Linked DNA regions of Mus musculus: regions 2, 3, 4 and 5 are each linked to region 1. Evidence: chromatin contacts called from public HiChIP or PLAC-seq and promoter capture Hi-C data. All regions are on one chromosome and are shown on one strand. The core of a region is the stretch at or near the end of the contact, and the rest is flanking DNA. Distances in the headings are between cores, read along the strand shown.

What was found. Promoter capture Hi-C pulls out the DNA fragments that hold promoters and counts their contacts. HiChIP or PLAC-seq counts read pairs in DNA pulled down with a chosen protein or histone mark.
Region 2: a promoter capture Hi-C map of hematopoietic stem and progenitor cells shows a contact between it and region 1, with 3 times the contacts expected there. The contact joins the promoter of Cpn2 here to the promoter of 4632428C04Rik in region 1. A contact is called at or near these places in 5 of 39 promoter capture datasets (hematopoietic stem and progenitor cells, hippocampal neurons, liver and 1 more) and 3 of 115 datasets of contacts at active chromatin or transcription factors (hepatocytes, kidney and pancreatic cancer cells).
Region 3: a promoter capture Hi-C map of liver shows a contact between it and region 1, with 3 times the contacts expected there. The contact joins the promoter of Gp5 here to the promoter of 4632428C04Rik in region 1. A contact is called at or near these places in 5 of 39 promoter capture datasets (the C10 cell line, hippocampal neurons, liver and 1 more), 1 of 484 Hi-C or Micro-C datasets (forebrain), 1 of 115 datasets of contacts at active chromatin or transcription factors (pancreatic cancer cells) and 1 of 9 other capture datasets (adipose tissue).
Region 4: a promoter capture Hi-C map of pre-B cells shows a contact between it and region 1, with 4 times the contacts expected there. The contact joins the promoter of Atp13a3 here to the promoter of 4632428C04Rik in region 1. A contact is called at or near these places in 2 of 39 promoter capture datasets (liver and pre-B cells) and 2 of 115 datasets of contacts at active chromatin or transcription factors (microglia and pancreatic cancer cells).
Region 5: a FOXA1 HiChIP or PLAC-seq map of pancreatic cancer cells shows a contact between it and region 1. The contact joins the promoter of Opa1 here to the promoter of 4632428C04Rik in region 1. A contact is called at or near these places in 1 of 39 promoter capture datasets (pre-B cells), 1 of 484 Hi-C or Micro-C datasets (embryonic stem cells) and 1 of 115 datasets of contacts at active chromatin or transcription factors (pancreatic cancer cells).

The regions. Positions count from the first base shown.
Region 1 is chr16:30,007,322-30,010,572 of GRCm38.p6, reverse strand. It overlaps 4632428C04Rik (RIKEN cDNA 4632428C04 gene), which reads right to left and starts at 1,906. Exons shown (of 3, transcript NR_033631.1): 1 at 1,843-1,906.
Region 2 is chr16:30,266,120-30,269,220 of GRCm38.p6, reverse strand. Cpn2 (carboxypeptidase N, polypeptide 2) reads left to right here and starts at 1,689. Exons shown (of 2, transcript NM_027904.3): 1 at 1,689-1,764.
Region 3 is chr16:30,309,070-30,312,242 of GRCm38.p6, reverse strand. It overlaps Gp5 (glycoprotein 5 (platelet)), which reads left to right and starts at 1,462. Exons shown (of 2, transcript NM_008148.4): 1 at 1,462-1,488; 2 at 2,387-3,173. The coding sequence starts at 2,389.
Region 4 is chr16:30,386,683-30,390,015 of GRCm38.p6, reverse strand. Atp13a3 (ATPase type 13A3) reads left to right here and starts at 1,486. Exons shown (of 34, transcript NM_001128096.1): 1 at 1,486-1,668; 2 at 2,364-2,409.
Region 5 is chr16:29,577,633-29,580,995 of GRCm38.p6, reverse strand. It overlaps Opa1 (OPA1, mitochondrial dynamin like GTPase), which reads right to left and starts at 1,662. Exons shown (of 29, transcript NM_133752.3): 1 at 1,425-1,662. The coding sequence starts at 1,456.

The DNA.
Region 1 (3,251 bases), core at 657-3,156:
AGATCATGGGACTTCAGAGTAACCTTCCTCTTCCTCTGCTTCTCTCAGTGTCCACTGGCGCCATCAGCGTCTGCTGTGTCTCCTCTGGAGCCGTGCTTCATGCTGGCTGAATGACCTAGCATATACCCCGTTGACTGTGGATCTCCAGAGGGGACATCTCGGTTGGTCCTTTGACACACTAGCATAACTGAGCACTTAACTGACTGAGTCACAGGGCAGGGGTGGTTTATTTCCCCAACCAAGAAGAGTTCGAAAAGTCCTACCAGGGTCTACAGAATCTGAGCTGTGGAAGATGCAAATGGCGATTGGGCAGGTCCGGGGGCGGGGGGGGGGGGGGGGCTCACAAGTGAGTGCTATGGGGTAGTGAGAGCAAAGGCTGTGTGTGTGGGATAACCTGAACTACATCTAGACACCGAGGTGACATTTACAGGTCCCAAACTTCTGGCAGATGGTTTCACCTAAGTCTCTTTAATGATAAACCAGGTGCTGGGTGTGGTGGCACGCTCCTGTAAGTTTCAGGGTCAACCTAGGCTACATTAGTAAGACCCTGACTCAAAAAAAAAAAAAAAAAAAAAGCGCGAACTTTGAACCTTGGTCTGTGGGACCTTCAAGTCTGATGAAAGCTGCGGGCTTGTGTGGTCTCAGAATAGGTAGATGCAGATCGGGGTGGGGATGCACGCAGCAACAGCTGCAGAAGTCATGTAGAGTTCACACACGCCCAAGGGAAGCCAAGGTTGGAGTGCTCAGCCTTCCCATGGGGACAACACCCACCACAGTCACAGTCCCCCGCCTTTTTTAAAGTGTGTGGTTATGTGGGTGTGCATTTGTCCGCGCAGGCTTCCAGCTGTTTGCTTCTATCTGTACAACGACTGCCAGAAGGAACTGCGACCTAGACTTTTGATCCAGTCAATAAACACACGGGAGCTGGGCCTGGCCACAGTGGTCAGACTCAGAAGCGAGACTCTAGATGAAGGGACAGTAACGATAAAAGCCTTCCCCTCACCCCTCCAGTCTTTCTGGCAGTTCGTGTCTGAATCTAAAAGCCAGAAGTGGCACCGTCTCTAACGAGCAACTTCTCTGGTTTTCTGCTTTGTAACTAGGAGCATCACCAGGAGTTTGAAGCCACAATGAATTCAGACTAGTTTGGATTACAGATACCCCCTCCCCCCCCCCCCCCCCGGTCTAAAAAAAGCAAAGAACGCACAAGGAACACAGGGTGTGTAGGTATCCGCCGTGGTGATGTATCCCCCACCCCTCTGTCCCCCCTCAATGGACAAGCATCGGAGCCTCTGCTGCTGTACGCCTAGGTAGCCAAGGGTTAACCGGCGTCCCCCTCCCCCCTCCGCCCCCGCCGGGCTGGGCAAGGCGGGAAGGCGGCGCGCCGGGTGCCAAAGTCGGAACCTGCTCTCGGCAGCTCCCCGCGCTGCCTTGACTCACCGCCAGGCCTGGCGCGGCCGCCGGCTGTGGAATGTGTGAGCGCCATGTGTCACCGCCCCAGACTGTGGGAAAACGCTGCTCCGCTCACCTCCCAGCAGCTGGCCCGCGCCCGCCCGCCCGGGAGCCGGGAAACAGGAGCCGCCCGCCTGGGAGGCCGCCCGGGGCCACTTCCGAGCGCGCGCCGCCTCTCCGCCCACACGCCGGTCCCTGCCGGCGACCCGGGGCTGCGGCGCCACCCGCAGCGAGTGGCCCAGCACGCCCTTCTTTTGCCCCCGCTGGCCTTATGCATCCTCCTGCTCCACCAGGCCGGCCTTAGACACAGAGAGCCCCTGTTCTGAGAGCTCCTGGGCGGTGACCTCTTTCCGGGAAAGGGCCAGAGAACTGAGGGCTATGCAGGGGACTGACCTCATGGGGTTGTGTGACAGCTCCAGTCTGGACCTTGCCAGCCCTGAACAGGAGGTTCCACTCTGCCTGACCCTTCCCCCGGAGAGCTAGGCAAGAGCCCTGCACCTCAACGCGGGGGCAGCCTCCCCTCTAGTCATTGGATGAGAGTCACATGGGTCCAGAAGTCAGCCAGGGACAAGGTTTCCAATGCCTAGCCATGCAGGGAGATGTAGGCAAAGTCACATTCTGGGTGGCAGCCATGCAAGACTGGAGACAGCGCAGTGCACCTTGTTCCGAGCCTGGCTCTCCACTCCGTGGCCAAGTGTCTCTTCAGCCAAGGCTCCTTGTGGTGTCGCTGCCTTCCAGGGCAGTTGGGACGAAATCAGATGGGGGTGGGGGCAAACCTCGGGGTCCAGGGATCCAGGGTCTTCACCTAGCATCAGCCTCTGCTGCTTTCTGAGGGGTCGAGGTGTGTGTGTGTGTGTGTGTGTGTATGCCACCCCCGTAGGAGGCTCGGGACCTGGGTGGGGTCTCTGCTGTACCCAGCTCTCCTCCAGCATGATCTGTTTCTGTTTTTTCTCCCTGCCTGTTCTTCACAGTGGGCGATGAGGTCTCACTTCTGTGGTTCTTCCCAGGCTAACCTAATCCAGTTCAACAGCTGCCTCTCCTGAAGTCCCCATGCACTTGATTTCTGTCCCCGCTCTGTACCGGTCATGGCCTGCCTAACTAGTCTTTCTCTCTCCTGCAACTTCTTATTCAAAGACGGGCTACCCTTCTATGTACCCCCCCCCCCCCATGAACAACACTGAATTCTGCATGTGACAGCCACTCTGCAGATTGAGTGCACCCCCACATGAACACTTGTCAATACCATTTATCACAGGTTCAGAACCTCATTGCCCAGACATGTGACCTCGGTCAGGCTAATCTTGCCATCTCAAATCTCTCCCCTCACCTGCAGAACATAAATCTGAGTAGGGTGTGGTGCCACAGGCCTATGATCCCAGCACGTAGGAAGCAAGAAGATCACAAGTTTGAGGCCAGCCTCTGCTTTCTATTGGGGAATCTAATGAAGAAGAGAGGGAGGAGGAAGAAGAAAAGAAAAAAAGGGGGAAAAGAATGCATTCGGTGGTATTTGGTGCGCTATAAGCTTTGAATAATGAAACTCCAGTTAACGACAGGATGCATCATGGCAGTGGTTCTCAAAAGAGTATGTCATCTAGTGACACCTTACCCATCTTACTTTGTATAAGTGCACTCTATGAAGTTCCCATAATGATAAGGTCAGTGAGAGATCCCTGTCATTAATCCATATACAATTGCTAAAATACCATAGACTGGCGGCAGACATTGACTGACGCCCAGTTCTGGATGTTGAAGTCAAAGAATAAGGCACAGGTGACTCAATTCCCCTGAAGTCCCTCTTCCTT
Region 2 (3,101 bases), core at 440-2,939, 260 kb before region 1:
CTGGATGGATGGCTCCTCACAGTTGAATTTGGGTGGAGAACAGGCCTTTGGGGGAAAATGTGGCTGGTGGGGACTTTAAGAATAGGTTTGGCAGGACTGACAAATGAAAATGTGAACTCAAAATGAATTTCCCAGAGTCACTTTGTGATCTGGCCTTCCTCCCATAATCCCCCAGAGTCTACTGAGACAGGCTTCTGGAATTCCAGAGAATGGGGAGAGGGCTTGAAGCTGGATGCTTATTTCCTACAGGAATCTTTGAATCTCTTTATGCAAACATCCCTCCACAGTGCATACACATATGTGCACATGTCTGCACTCTGGACACTTGAACACACATGGATGGATGGTCGGAGACAGACAGACAGACAGACAGACAGACACACACACACACACACACACACACACACTCCCCCGATGCCGCCTATGGGAGAGAACACAACGATTTGTAGAGATCAAACGCCAGAATTCAAACCATGGTCTGGCAGCCAGATTCCTCTTGTTTGCCCTGACATCTTGACAAATAGGACATGGTGTGTTCCTTGAGGAGCCAAGGCCCTGCACCCACAGGGTATAGAGCTGTTCTCAAACATGGGTGTGAGTCTCCCAGGAAATGCAGGTCCCATGCCCTGCTGTTCCTTGAGGCCACCATCCTGCCATTGACAGGCCAGGCACCACATGGGGCGGATCTGGGTACACTAGATTCCTGGTTGTCTCCCTCTTTCTTTTATTTGTACTGAAAGAAAATGCCTCCTATTAGTCAGTCAGACCTTTGCAGGGTGGGGTGTCATCTGATCATGTGCAAAAGAAGTCATATGTCCTAGCAATCTTTCTAAAGGTGAACGATGGTTAAACAGCCTCAGATCACTTGGATGACAGACTCCCGGCACTGGAGAGTTACACTGCTTCTCTCGGTCATCCCTTCATGCCATATACCTCATATCATCTGAACACTCATATATAATCATACACACATGTACACACAAAACATTCCTTACTCAACCATACCAACCACACAAAGTTACTCTCATTTTTATTATATAGAACATATATGAGTGTATGTATGCATGCACACACAACTCCATTTACTATCACATGTTCAACACACACACGCACACACACATACCCCACTTCACCATTTCATTCATATTCTCACATGCTCACTTCACAAACATACACATCCCCAACTCATGATCACACATGCTCTGTTCACACACACACACACACACACACACACACACACACACACACTCATGTACACATATACACAATATATATGCCAAAAAGAGAAAGTTCATTAAACAAACAAATCAGCAAACACAAGAGACTGGTAAGTTCTAAGTTTCGTCTTAGTGGCAGGATTGAGTGCTGAGCAGGTAGCTGGGTGGCCTCTTAGCCCACACTTATGTTCACAAGGAAATGACTCTCATCTCAGTGTAGCCAGGAGACACTTTTTGTTTTTATTCTGGAGATACTTTTAATGGGCTAGTGGATACTTGGGGTCCCAGATCTGCCAAACCTACAGTCTCAGTTGGATTAGGCATCTGTCTATGGGAACCATTCAGGTCATTTTGTAATCTTTATAGGCCTTGCCCAAGTGACCTTGGTGACATTCCGGGAACAGTCGATCCCCATGAGGGGAGGAACCCTTCTCAGGACTTTGGTCAGCGCTGGGGCTGGATTTAACTGAGCACAGAGCACATGAAATTCTCCTCTGTTTCCGAGGAAAAACCAGGGCTTCTGGCCCCACCTGCCCAGCCCCTCACGGTAGGCCACCTGCCTTACTCCTGGGTCTGTGGGGATTTGGGGACATCTGGCTTAGGGTCCTGGCTGGGACACTGGAAAGGGACTTGTTGCTCTGGGAACAAGTAACTGAGTCCCCTTACCTGCAAGGGGAAGCCCTTGAGTGGATCAGCTAGCCTTGGCTGAGAAAGGCCAGGAAGAACTTAAGGTGGAGGGTGGCCTGGCCTGGCTTTCAGGGGAGCCAGGTGTGAACGGTGGCAGGCAGAGTGGTCACAGGCCATGATCCACCCTGGTTGGTGCCTATTGTCTGACATAATTAGTGCTGCTGTCTCTTCATTCCCAGAGTGTCAGACTTAGATGATAATGTTCACATTCATCCTAGAACTAAATTGAATGTTTGCTATTTGTCAAGCACCATGCAGTACTTTAAATGCACCGTCTAATTGGGGACTAATTTTAACCTTAAGGGCTCAGGTTCTAATCAGGGTAAGGAAATTAAGGCTTTGATAGATGGCAAAGGGGAATCCTTGGAGCCCACACAGCTAGTAAGTACAGTGTCTGGATTTGAACGCAGAGCTGGCTATTCCAACAGAGCCATAGTGCTTCTCCATTAAGAGAAGAGGAGCGGTCATGGAGAGCCACAGGCATTCCGTTCCTTCAGCTTGGTGCCATCTGTTTGGCCAGCCCTGGCCCAGGTGCTGGGATGCAGAGCCAAAATACTGCAGCAGGGGCCTGACCCCTGGGGTCTCAGTCGGGATACAATCTACTAGAACACAGAGCAGAAGGACCCCGTGCTTAGCAAAGAACACCAGTGACCTGCCAGGTGAAGGAGGGACAGTCCAGGAAGGCTTGCTGGAGACTCCTACTGTTCTGGGAGGGTGGGTAGAATAGGAGCAGGCAGTGGGAGGGAGCAGTAGGCAGAGACATACCGCAGCATCACCAAGGGGCTGGAGGCATGGCCGAGCTGGAAAGTGGTAGTATCTAGTCCCACCTTCTTATGTCACAGTGCCAGCTTTCCCATAAAACCAACACAGCAAAGAGCCAAGCCCCCGGTCCTTGGCAACGCACTACAGACAAGGAGTGCTGCTGCAGGGCTCTGGAATTGTTGTCTGTGGGTGGGGTCAAGCCTCACAGCTTATGGGGTGGGGATGGGAGCCCTGGGACCTACCTGTGCCTAGTGTTTTATACTGTTAACCTACGTCTTAGAAAATAGCTTTCTTCTTCATCTTAAAATAGGCTCGTGTTTATTATGTTAAAATATTTTAAAATGTGTACGTATTTTAAAAGCAGAGCCAACGTAGATTTATTAAGGAAAAGTAAGAAAGAACCAAGAGTGAGAGGGGAGTCCAAGGAAAGGATGC
Region 3 (3,173 bases), core at 213-2,712, 300 kb before region 1:
TGGTGCACACTGCAAGCAGAATGGCAGTTGGGGACTCTGGGGTTGCTGCTTGGTGAAAACCAGAGCCAGCCAGACTTTTTGAAGTAAGGTCCAGGGATCCCTCTGCCTACTGTGCTTAGCTCCCCTTGTGAAGTTCCAGGGATTGAATGAGTCTTCATGCTTACAAGGCAAGCATTTTGCTTATCTAGCTATCTCCCCAGGCTCTGGATCTTGTTCTTAAAGTGGGTGAAAAGTGGAAAATAGTGATAGAAGCATATTTAACGTAACTCTGCCTCTTAGGTACATACAAAGAGATCTGTACCCCTGGATCTGAATGCTAAGGGAAACAGCGTGAGAGCATTTAAAGGAATTGGTGGGTATTCCCCCTTGGAGGGATCTACTTGATAATCTGTGACTTGACAACCAATAGATAATAGCACTTATAAAGAATGTCTATGTTATAGTTACATATAGGAAAAATGAGCACAGCTGGACATTGTGATGCATTCTTTGTGATTCCCAAACTCTAGGACACTAAGGCCAGAAGATTGTAAATTTGAAGCTAGCATGAGCTACATATACATAGCCAAGTTGTTGAGAGAAAAATAGACATAAAAGGGGAACTCGAGTTTCTCAGAAGCTGAAGAACAGGTGGCCCTTCACTGTAAAGAAAGACATCAAGTTTGTCATTATACAGAAATGCAACGTTATAAAGCATATTGAGACCATAGGTTGGTAGATTGGTATGCCATTTTGCTCTTTGGGCTGAGCCTAAGCCTAAGGAATAGGCATCATGGAAACAATCTGAATGACCAGGATTGAAGTCCAGGTCAGAGACGTGAAGACCAGGAGTTCTTACACACAGTGTGGCACTGTGGCAATACAACCACGGTGGTAGGCAGTTTGACATTAAGTTAAACTGAACACGAACCCTTGAGCAATGCTATTACTGAACATGTTTGACAATGGCTAGACCAACCATTGGGGGCGGGCATTTGAGAATTCATTGGCCTTATTTAAGAAATAAAATGTTGAGCAAAAGAGATGGCTCATCAGGTAAAGATACCTCCCAAGACATGGTGTGAGTCCTTGGGAACCTACGTGGAGGAAGGTGAGAACCAATTGCCTAAAGTTTTCTGACACCCACAAGTGAGGCACTGCCACATGCACCCACATACTCCTGCACAGGAATGAGTTAGTGCAATGTAGCATGGAAAAAAACCAAAAGTGTGGCCCATGTAATGACAGCCTGCTATTTCTGGGAAAACTTAGGCCCTCTACTCTCTAGCTTTTACAAAAGGACTTTTAACTATGGACTCTGAAAGTTTGAAAGCTCTTGTCATTAAAACCTAGAATATGCCCTATGGAGATAGTCTTTTTCTTGACTTTTTATCTGGTAAGGTCTTTATCTTGAGGATGCAAGAATACTTCCCTCTTCCTCTCTGAAGTGCCAAGTCACAAGCAGAGCTGCAAGCCTTTCAGTCAGTCCAGGGTGCAGAACTGCTTCAGGTAAGGCCAAATATTCTTAAATTAGTGTATGCAGTTAGAGGCTCAGTCTGTATAGGGGCAGAAGGAGACCTGGTACAAGAAACAGTACAAATTTTTACTTGGGAAACAGAGTAAACTAGTATTACTGTGTGCTTCCTGGGTAACTCAATGCCCAGAGTAGTTTTATTAAGCAGCTTGGTGTATAAGCAAACAGTAGCTCATTATTTAAATGTGTGAGTCAGAAAAACATCTTCAAATGCTACTTATGTGACACTTAAATTAACCTCATGTACACTGGAGCGACCAGCCTACTGCACTCGTGTTACTGTAACAGTGCAAAGTTCAGAAAAGCATGGCATAAAGCAATGGGCATTATCACCTGCACCACTGGGCTCCGGGCCGGGAGTTACAAAACGGTGTAATGAGTTGTGGGGTGTTGGTACTTTGAAAATATGTAAGAAATTGAATCTAGTGGAAGTGGGCCTTGCTGCGGTTCTCTTGCTGACTGTTGGGGATAAAGCTCCCTGCTTAACTTGTTAAAGTCAGTGACACAGCCAGTCCCAGGAGGCGTTGCTTTCTATTCTCTGAAAAAGACCGTAGCAATTTTAATTCGTTCTGTAACGATTTTAAGGTATTCTGTAGCTTGAAAATGCCCAAATGTCAATGCTCTAAACAGAACCGGGGAGATGGCTGACTGGATAAAAATGGGAACCTGTAAGACTGATCTACTCTCCAATACCCACATATGCTGAATAGAAAAGTAATTTTTTTTTAATCAGCCTTTGTAAGATAGAGGAAGACTTGGTTGTATCTGAGCGTTCCAAGGCCGTGAGAGTGCTGGCCCAAAAACTGTGCTTGCAGCAGTGCGTGCAGGGCTCCAGGATATGCTCTGAGCCTTGTTTTTGCTCTTGCATTTCAGACATGCTAAGAAGCGCCCTGCTGTCCGCGGTGCTCGCACTCTTGCGTGCCCAACCTTTTCCCTGCCCCAAAACCTGCAAGTGTGTGGTCCGCGATGCCGCGCAGTGCTCGGGCGGCAGCGTGGCTCACATCGCTGAGCTAGGTCTGCCTACGAACCTCACACACATCCTGCTCTTCCGAATGGACCAGGGCATATTGCGGAACCACAGCTTCAGCGGCATGACAGTCCTTCAGCGCCTGATGCTCTCAGATAGCCACATTTCCGCCATCGACCCCGGCACCTTCAATGACCTGGTAAAACTGAAAACCCTCAGGTTGACGCGCAACAAAATCTCTCGTCTTCCACGTGCGATCCTGGATAAGATGGTACTCTTGGAACAGCTGTTCTTGGACCACAATGCACTAAGGGACCTTGATCAAAACCTGTTTCAGCAACTGCGTAACCTTCAGGAGCTCGGTTTGAACCAGAATCAGCTCTCTTTTCTTCCTGCTAACCTTTTCTCGAGCCTGAGAGAACTGAAGTTGTTGGATTTATCGCGAAACAACCTGACCCACCTGCCCAAGGGACTGCTTGGGGCTCAAGTTAAGCTTGAGAAACTGCTGCTCTATTCAAACCAGCTCACGTCTGTGGATTCGGGGCTGCTGAGCAACCTGGGCGCCCTGACTGAGCTGCGGCTGGAGCGGAATCACCTCCGCTCCGTAGCCCCGGGTGCCTTCGACCGCCTCGGAAACCTGAGCTCCTTGACTCTATCCGGAAACCTCCTGGAGTCTCTGCCGCCCGCGCTCTT
Region 4 (3,333 bases), core at 237-2,736, 380 kb before region 1:
ATAACCAACTGCTAAGGAAGCTGTCAGGAGTGTGTGCAGGGTTTTTTCAGTTCTACCCAGACTTCCTCAATCCTAGACTACTTACGTACTCCAACACAAGTGAGCTAGGGAACACACGGAGGGCTGAAACCCAATGGGGAGCAGGAGCTGGGAAGCCACAGCTGTGGCTCATCGTCATTTACTGTGATGTCCACATTACCTGGTAAAAAGAATTTCGTGGTTGCCATCCAGCCCTTCACCACTGCGGTTGGAAAGCAGGATCAGCATCCTTACTGTTCCCATTGAAGTGTATTAGGGCCACGTATCTGGGGCACATTACCGACCCAAATGAGGTGCTACTCTCTGCTGCGGACCAAGAGGCAGGATGCTCCATGCCTCTGGTGGACGGTGCCCAAGTATGGGAACAGGAGCTGAACACAGCTGTTCCCTCCTCTAAGACAGTCAAGCAGCTAAAAGTTATGTTTGTAGGAAGGTAGGAGAACAAAGATGGCCAGGCGTCTGGGATGCAGGTGAGGTAGACTCAGAGTGGAAAGATGGCGGAGCTGGAGGCAGCAGGTGGCAGGCTCAGCTTCCCGCGCTCGACAGGGAGCGGAAGGCAGTGAAAACCAAAACCGCGATTTGAACATCCGGGCGAGGCAGTGCCCCAAGATAAATCTCCTGTGGAGGGAAGTATTTAATTTGCTTCCAGCTCTGTCGGAAGAAACTCCTCTCTGAGACCCGGCTGTCTTCCGTATGGAAGCTCTCTTACCTACCTGACTGTTCTCTGTCCCACGCCCGTGGGCTGGGCCAGGAGTTCCATTGGAATTAAAGTGTTCTTTTTGGTATAGGTGGGGATAAAGGAGGGAAAGAATCTGGGTCCAGAGCTAGGACTTTGCTCTCCACCTTGCCAGCACAGGCGTCCTTTATGATTGCCACCCTAGACAAGCCTGCACTTACCACTGGGCCTCAGTGTCTTTGTTTAGAAAATGGGGGTTTGGACTACGATCTCCTCGCATGGGAAGCGACACCTAAGTTGATCGCCTCCCGCAAAATGAGTCCTGAGCAGCATCCCGCTAGCAGTTCTCGCTTAGGCGGGCTGGGGGCCCCGTAGGCGAGGAGGTGGGCGGGACCGGAGGGTCGCCCCGCCCCCTGACGGCCCCTCCGCGCTGGGCGCTGGGATGAGGCAATCACGTGACCTCACATCCGGCGCGGGAGTCCTGAGCTCGCGGGGCGCTCCCCGTGTGCCCGCCGGCCCTCCCCGCAGCGTGACCGGGCGCCGTGGCCGCGGGGAGGGGGTCCGCTTCGTCGCCGACGGCGGGAGACCGCTTCGCAGCACAGACCGTCCTCCTCCCCTGCCGGTCTTCCGCGCCGCGCTCCCTTGTTCTCGCCCTGCCCGGCTGCACGCCGCCGCCGCCGCCGCCCCGGGCGCCGACAGCGGAGCGCGGACGCCCCTGAGCCCGGTGCGGCCCGGGCCCCGCCGCGGCGCCTCTGTTCCCACAGCCGGAGCCGCGACGCGTGGCGGCGGACCCTCGAGCCCGAGCGACCCGCGGCCGCCGGCGCCGGCCGTGGGTGATGGGGCTGGGCTGAGGAGAGGCGGCGGCGGTGGCGAAAGCGGCCCCCCGGCCCCCTGCGGCCTTTTGGCTGCCCGGGCCGGGAGGCCGCGGAGAAGGCGGCACGGCGGCGCGGCTGGTGAGTGACTGGGCGAGCGGGGTGTGGGGCGGGAGGCGAAGGTGATGGGGAGGTTGGAGGAGGCGAACGGCGTCGCCCGGGTGGCGGGTACCAGGTGGGTCTGTGGCTGCTTCCTCGACTCGAATCGGACATCACCTCTCTGGGAAGGGGTATGTGTGTGACAGGGAGAGGGGTGCGGAGACCCGGCACTGTCTGGGAGCACGTGTACGTGTGGAGGTCTGGAGTGCACCCTCTGCGTGCCGGCCGGCCCCGCTAGGCCAGCCGCTCTAGAAAGTCCAGAAGGTGATGTGCCCGGAGCAAGAATGTGGGAAGGGCCCCAGATGGGTCCGTGCCGGTGCTGACTGTCCGAAGCCTAGTTCGGCCCCAGCCACCGACGAGTAAATCACCCTACTATCAGCACACTCTACACCGATAACCGAAGTCCAGAAAGGAAAGCGGACTTGAGGTGTCAACACTCCAGATTAAAGGGAGAGACGCAGGGCCGTGAGGACTAGAAAAGCCCAGACCCTTTTTTCGCTACGTACTCTCTGGCCTCGCCTTCACACAGACTGTGGGCCTGATTGATCGCTTTTCTGGTGGGGTGTGGAGTTGGGAGTGGAGGAAGGAGTAGCATTTGTCGACTGACAGTAACTGTTTGGGGCTTCCCAGTTTGGAAGGCTTTTGTGACAGGTGTTCATTGTTTATTTCCCCCTTAGGTCTGACAGAAGCACCCTAGGATCTTGGTGTCTGGATACATAAGAGGTATGAATCACTTACATAATTAGCTCCCAGTCATTAATGTTTTAGAGCTATATTTAGTGGCTTGTATTAGTGCAAAATGAATGGTTCTGGAGTCATAAACCCAGAAATTTATGTGATTCTGAACTGAATGGAACACGTTTGAGTATGTTAATGGTGATTTTTTTTTTTTTTGATCTGTGAAGCAGGACTGCAGGATTGTTTAAATCCAAGACATGTGGGGCCTTTTCGTGACGAATACAATTATAGAGGGTTTGAGGCTAATGTGAAAGTTTATTTGTTTTTACTTACATGTGTGCTTGAGTATGTATGTGAAAGGCGTGGATGCCCTCGGAGGCCAGGCCCTTTGAAACAGGTGGTTGTGAGCTGACTGCAGTGGTTAGGTCCTAAGAGCAGCACGCACTTTTTACTGCTGAGCCATCTTTCTAGCTCCAGTGCGATTTTATTCTGGAAGGGCCAGCACGTCATTAAACGGGCTCCACCTTTGATTAGAACCAAACCTTTTTTGCTAAAACTGGCATCAGTTTTGTTTTCCTGGAATATATGTGTAGCATTCTTTTTGAGGACTGTTGCTTTGCTGAATAGGCTGTAGTTGCTAAGATAGATTGTGTGGACATCCCATCAGGGTTTGTCCAACAACTTCAAAAGTACATCAGTTTCTGGAAGTTCTTTTTGAGATGGTAAACCCATTAATGACAGTTGTAGAAGAGGAAAAAAGATGATACTGCCTCAGCCTTCTGAGTAGTTGTGTTACAGGCAGCAGCACTAAGTTTAGCAGGGAGGATACTGTTTACTCCGTTTCCTGGTGTTTCCTGGTGTCTGCTCTCCCCACTCCCCAGTCGTTTGTCACTAGTTTAGGTAGAGGATGGAGTAGTTGAGATTTTTAAACGTTGTTAGAACAGCAGTGCTTGTTTTGGTTATGGGATT
Region 5 (3,363 bases), core at 413-2,912, 430 kb after region 1:
ATGTCTCCACTTAATTATAAAACAGCAGCAATAGTAAAGTTGTAAATAGCTTATTTCAATAGAGAAGGTTGTGAACGTATTGCTAAATTAAAATCCCACAAGATTAAAAACAACCAACATTGCAGTAGAGGCAGTTGCACTGTGGACTTTTAATTAACTGTGATGAAAGGAATGGGTCCATTCCTTATAAGCATAATACATAATTTATACCATTAAAAAAAGTTTTGGGGAGAGGGCTGGAGAGATGGCTTATTGGTTATGAAGAAGGGCTAGTCTTCTAGAAGTCAGAGGTTGGATTCCCAGCACCCACATGGTGACTAACACCTGTCTGCTACTCTAGTCCCAGGTGACTGAATGCTGTTCTCTGTCCTCTGTGGGCAGCAGACACAGAAGTGGCACACAGATATACATGCTGGTGAAAGAGATACAAACATATTTTTAAAAGTTCTAGCCCGGCGTGGTAGCCCAAGCCTTCAATCCCAGCACTCGGGAGGCAGAGGCAGGTGGATTTGAGTTCGAGGCCAGCCTGGTCTACAGAGTGAGTTCCAGGAGAGCCAGGGTGATACAGAGAAACCCTGTCTCGAAAAACAAAAACAAAAACAAACAAACAAACAAAAGTTCTAGGGGCTGTAGAGATGGGTGGAAACCTTGGTGTACACTACTTCCTGTAATCAAATGTCTGAAACAATGTGCTAAGCTTGGGGGTTATTGGAACAACTTATATAGATAACATCAAATTTAGTATCAGTAAATGCATATAGCAATTCATAGAAATAAAACTACTTTGAGGTTTTCTACTTTAAAACAAGACTACAGCAACATCCGCAGCGAGACTGGAGAAGTGCATCGAAGTGGACCTCAACACTGAACAAGATCTCTGACGGGGCATCTCTTAAACACCGCCTGATATCATGCACAACACCACTCTAAATTTGACTCCAGTCAGAGGGTCAGGTAAACGGGCAGAGAGCCCTTTCCCGCGTATTATGAAAGGACATACTTTCAAGTATGCTGCTGCAAGTGCTACCAAGTAGCTGCAAGAGCAAAGTGTGCGCTGTGGCATGGCGTATGGCTGCAAGAAGGCAGTTAAATGACACGCACAGAGATACAAGGACAGAGCTAGGCCAGGCCAGAATAGCAACAATAAAAGCAACAACTAGAGACAGATAGCAGGGAGATCACAAGGACAGGGACAGGAACGATGGGCCAAGGCAGCAAAAATCTTCATGTTGAACAAGGAATGGTCACCGGCCAACTCCCGTCACTCCTTTGGGTATTCAAACATTCGCGAGAATTTTTTTAAGAGCCTCGGCCCGGCCTGAGGGTCAGTCACCTGCACATTCGGGAAGTAGTGATGGGTCAACCCTGCTGTCCAAATGGCCCAGAACCTGACATAACGGGGCCAGGTCGCAGGCCGCACTTACCAGGCCACGGCCGCCCGACCTGCTCGCCACATCCCGCCAGAGCAGACCACACACAGGCGCTGAGACGGCCACGGGGGGAACCCCGTGTCGGCCCCAGTCCGATTCCTGCTCCGACAATGACCCAGGAAGAGGCCCTCAGCAACAAGGGCATAGAGCAGCCACCGAGTCCCTCCCAATGGCGCATGGACTTCCGCAAGAGCCGGCTGGGCTCCCGTAGTCAGTCCGTCTCCGAAATAACCACCCACAGGAACGCTAGGCAGGCTGCACAAACGGGCCGCGGATGACATGCGCATGCGCGGGGAGCCACTGGGCGGGACCTGTGTAGTGCTCCTCTTCTTGGCTCCGCCCTCAAAGTGTAGGAATTTTGAAAATGAACTGGGCGGGCTGGGTGCAGGAAATCCACTGGACGAATGTTTATTAGGAGCAGCCAATTTAAGGAAATCTTTTAAAGATCATTTTCGTAGCTGAATCATATAGCCAGAAGATCGAGTATGCGAGACACCTTAGAAAGTCCGAGATCTGATTGGAAAGTGACTTCTGACATTTAAGCTGTAGGTTTGGGATAAACACATACAGTTTTATTAAGACACAAATGTTTTTGTTTTGTTTTGTTTTTTCATTCCCCCCTTTGTTGGCTTTCACCTGAATTTTAATGGCACCCATTTTATTGAAATGGCCCTTGTCAAAGTCTCTTAACAGCGCCATCTCTCCAGTAATGGCTCCTTAGTAGTATCTGCCTAAGTTCTCTTCTTAGTTTTCTTTTGATTTTCAAGACGTCAGATTCATTCTTCCTTCTCCTTGTAACCTATCCCTCCCCACTCCTCCCTATCAACCCCTCTTCGGACGTAGTTGATGTCTAGTCTCCTAGCTACCTGCTTCTCCCAACTATTATTTAATATTCAAAAGTTCCAGTTAGGTTTTGGGCCTTTTGAGTTCCTTCCTTTTTCTGGCTACATTTTCTCCTTAATAATCTAAATTATTTGTATCAATCCAAGTATCTTCTCCATCTTCAACCATTTTTGTATTTTTTTAAAGAGAACAGGGACTCAAAACAGGAATATTGCCAGTGAAAGATTGTGAAGTCGATTAATGGTGTTATTGGAAAAAATCAGATAGTCTTGTACTTTATTTCACTTCAAGGATACATTCCTTTCACTCGTCTCCCTTCCCCTGTCTCTGTCAGTCTCTCTCTCTCACACACGCACATGAAATACACACCACCACCAGCACCCCAAATAAATTGCTTTTTATCTAATTATCAAAACCATAAATCAGAATCCATCTAGTCACAATAGTGGCAAGTATATAAACGCAACTGTCTGACAGTAAACGTTCTGATTGCAGGACTTGAGGAATATATTTACTGTGATGACTGTCTCAATGATAGCTGTAGATAGAAACCTTCTATAAAGCCTAACCAGTATAAACCAAACTAGAAACCAGTTTAAACCCCAACTTTTTCTAGTATTGAATAAAAAATGCATTTGTTATTGTTGCTTCCTAATTCTTGTTGGAAAACACAAAAGGGAGAAGTAAGTGACGGCTGCTTCCATGTGTAATGTGTCTTTGCAGTTTACAAAGCCCTTGCTTTATAATTCCACTTCTAGGCTGGGACTATGTGTAACTTATGTCTACCATTGTATTAGATAGCAAAATAGAGTTAGCATGAAAGTCTCTAGATAGTAGCTAATTAAGTGAATTACATTCACACTAGTCACAAAACCTATGAGCTCTCAGTATCCAAATAGAGAATAATATCTGAAATAGATTGCCCTAATTTGAAATGGCTTTAATCTAGGTTTTTGTTTTGTTTTAACTTCACAATGCTGTCAAAGAAATGTGAAGAAGAAAATTCAATAGAAGCCATGCATCCAATACTTGTTTCAACCAGCCTGTTTTCTATATTTAATATATTATCTAATAAGGGTGATTTACTCAA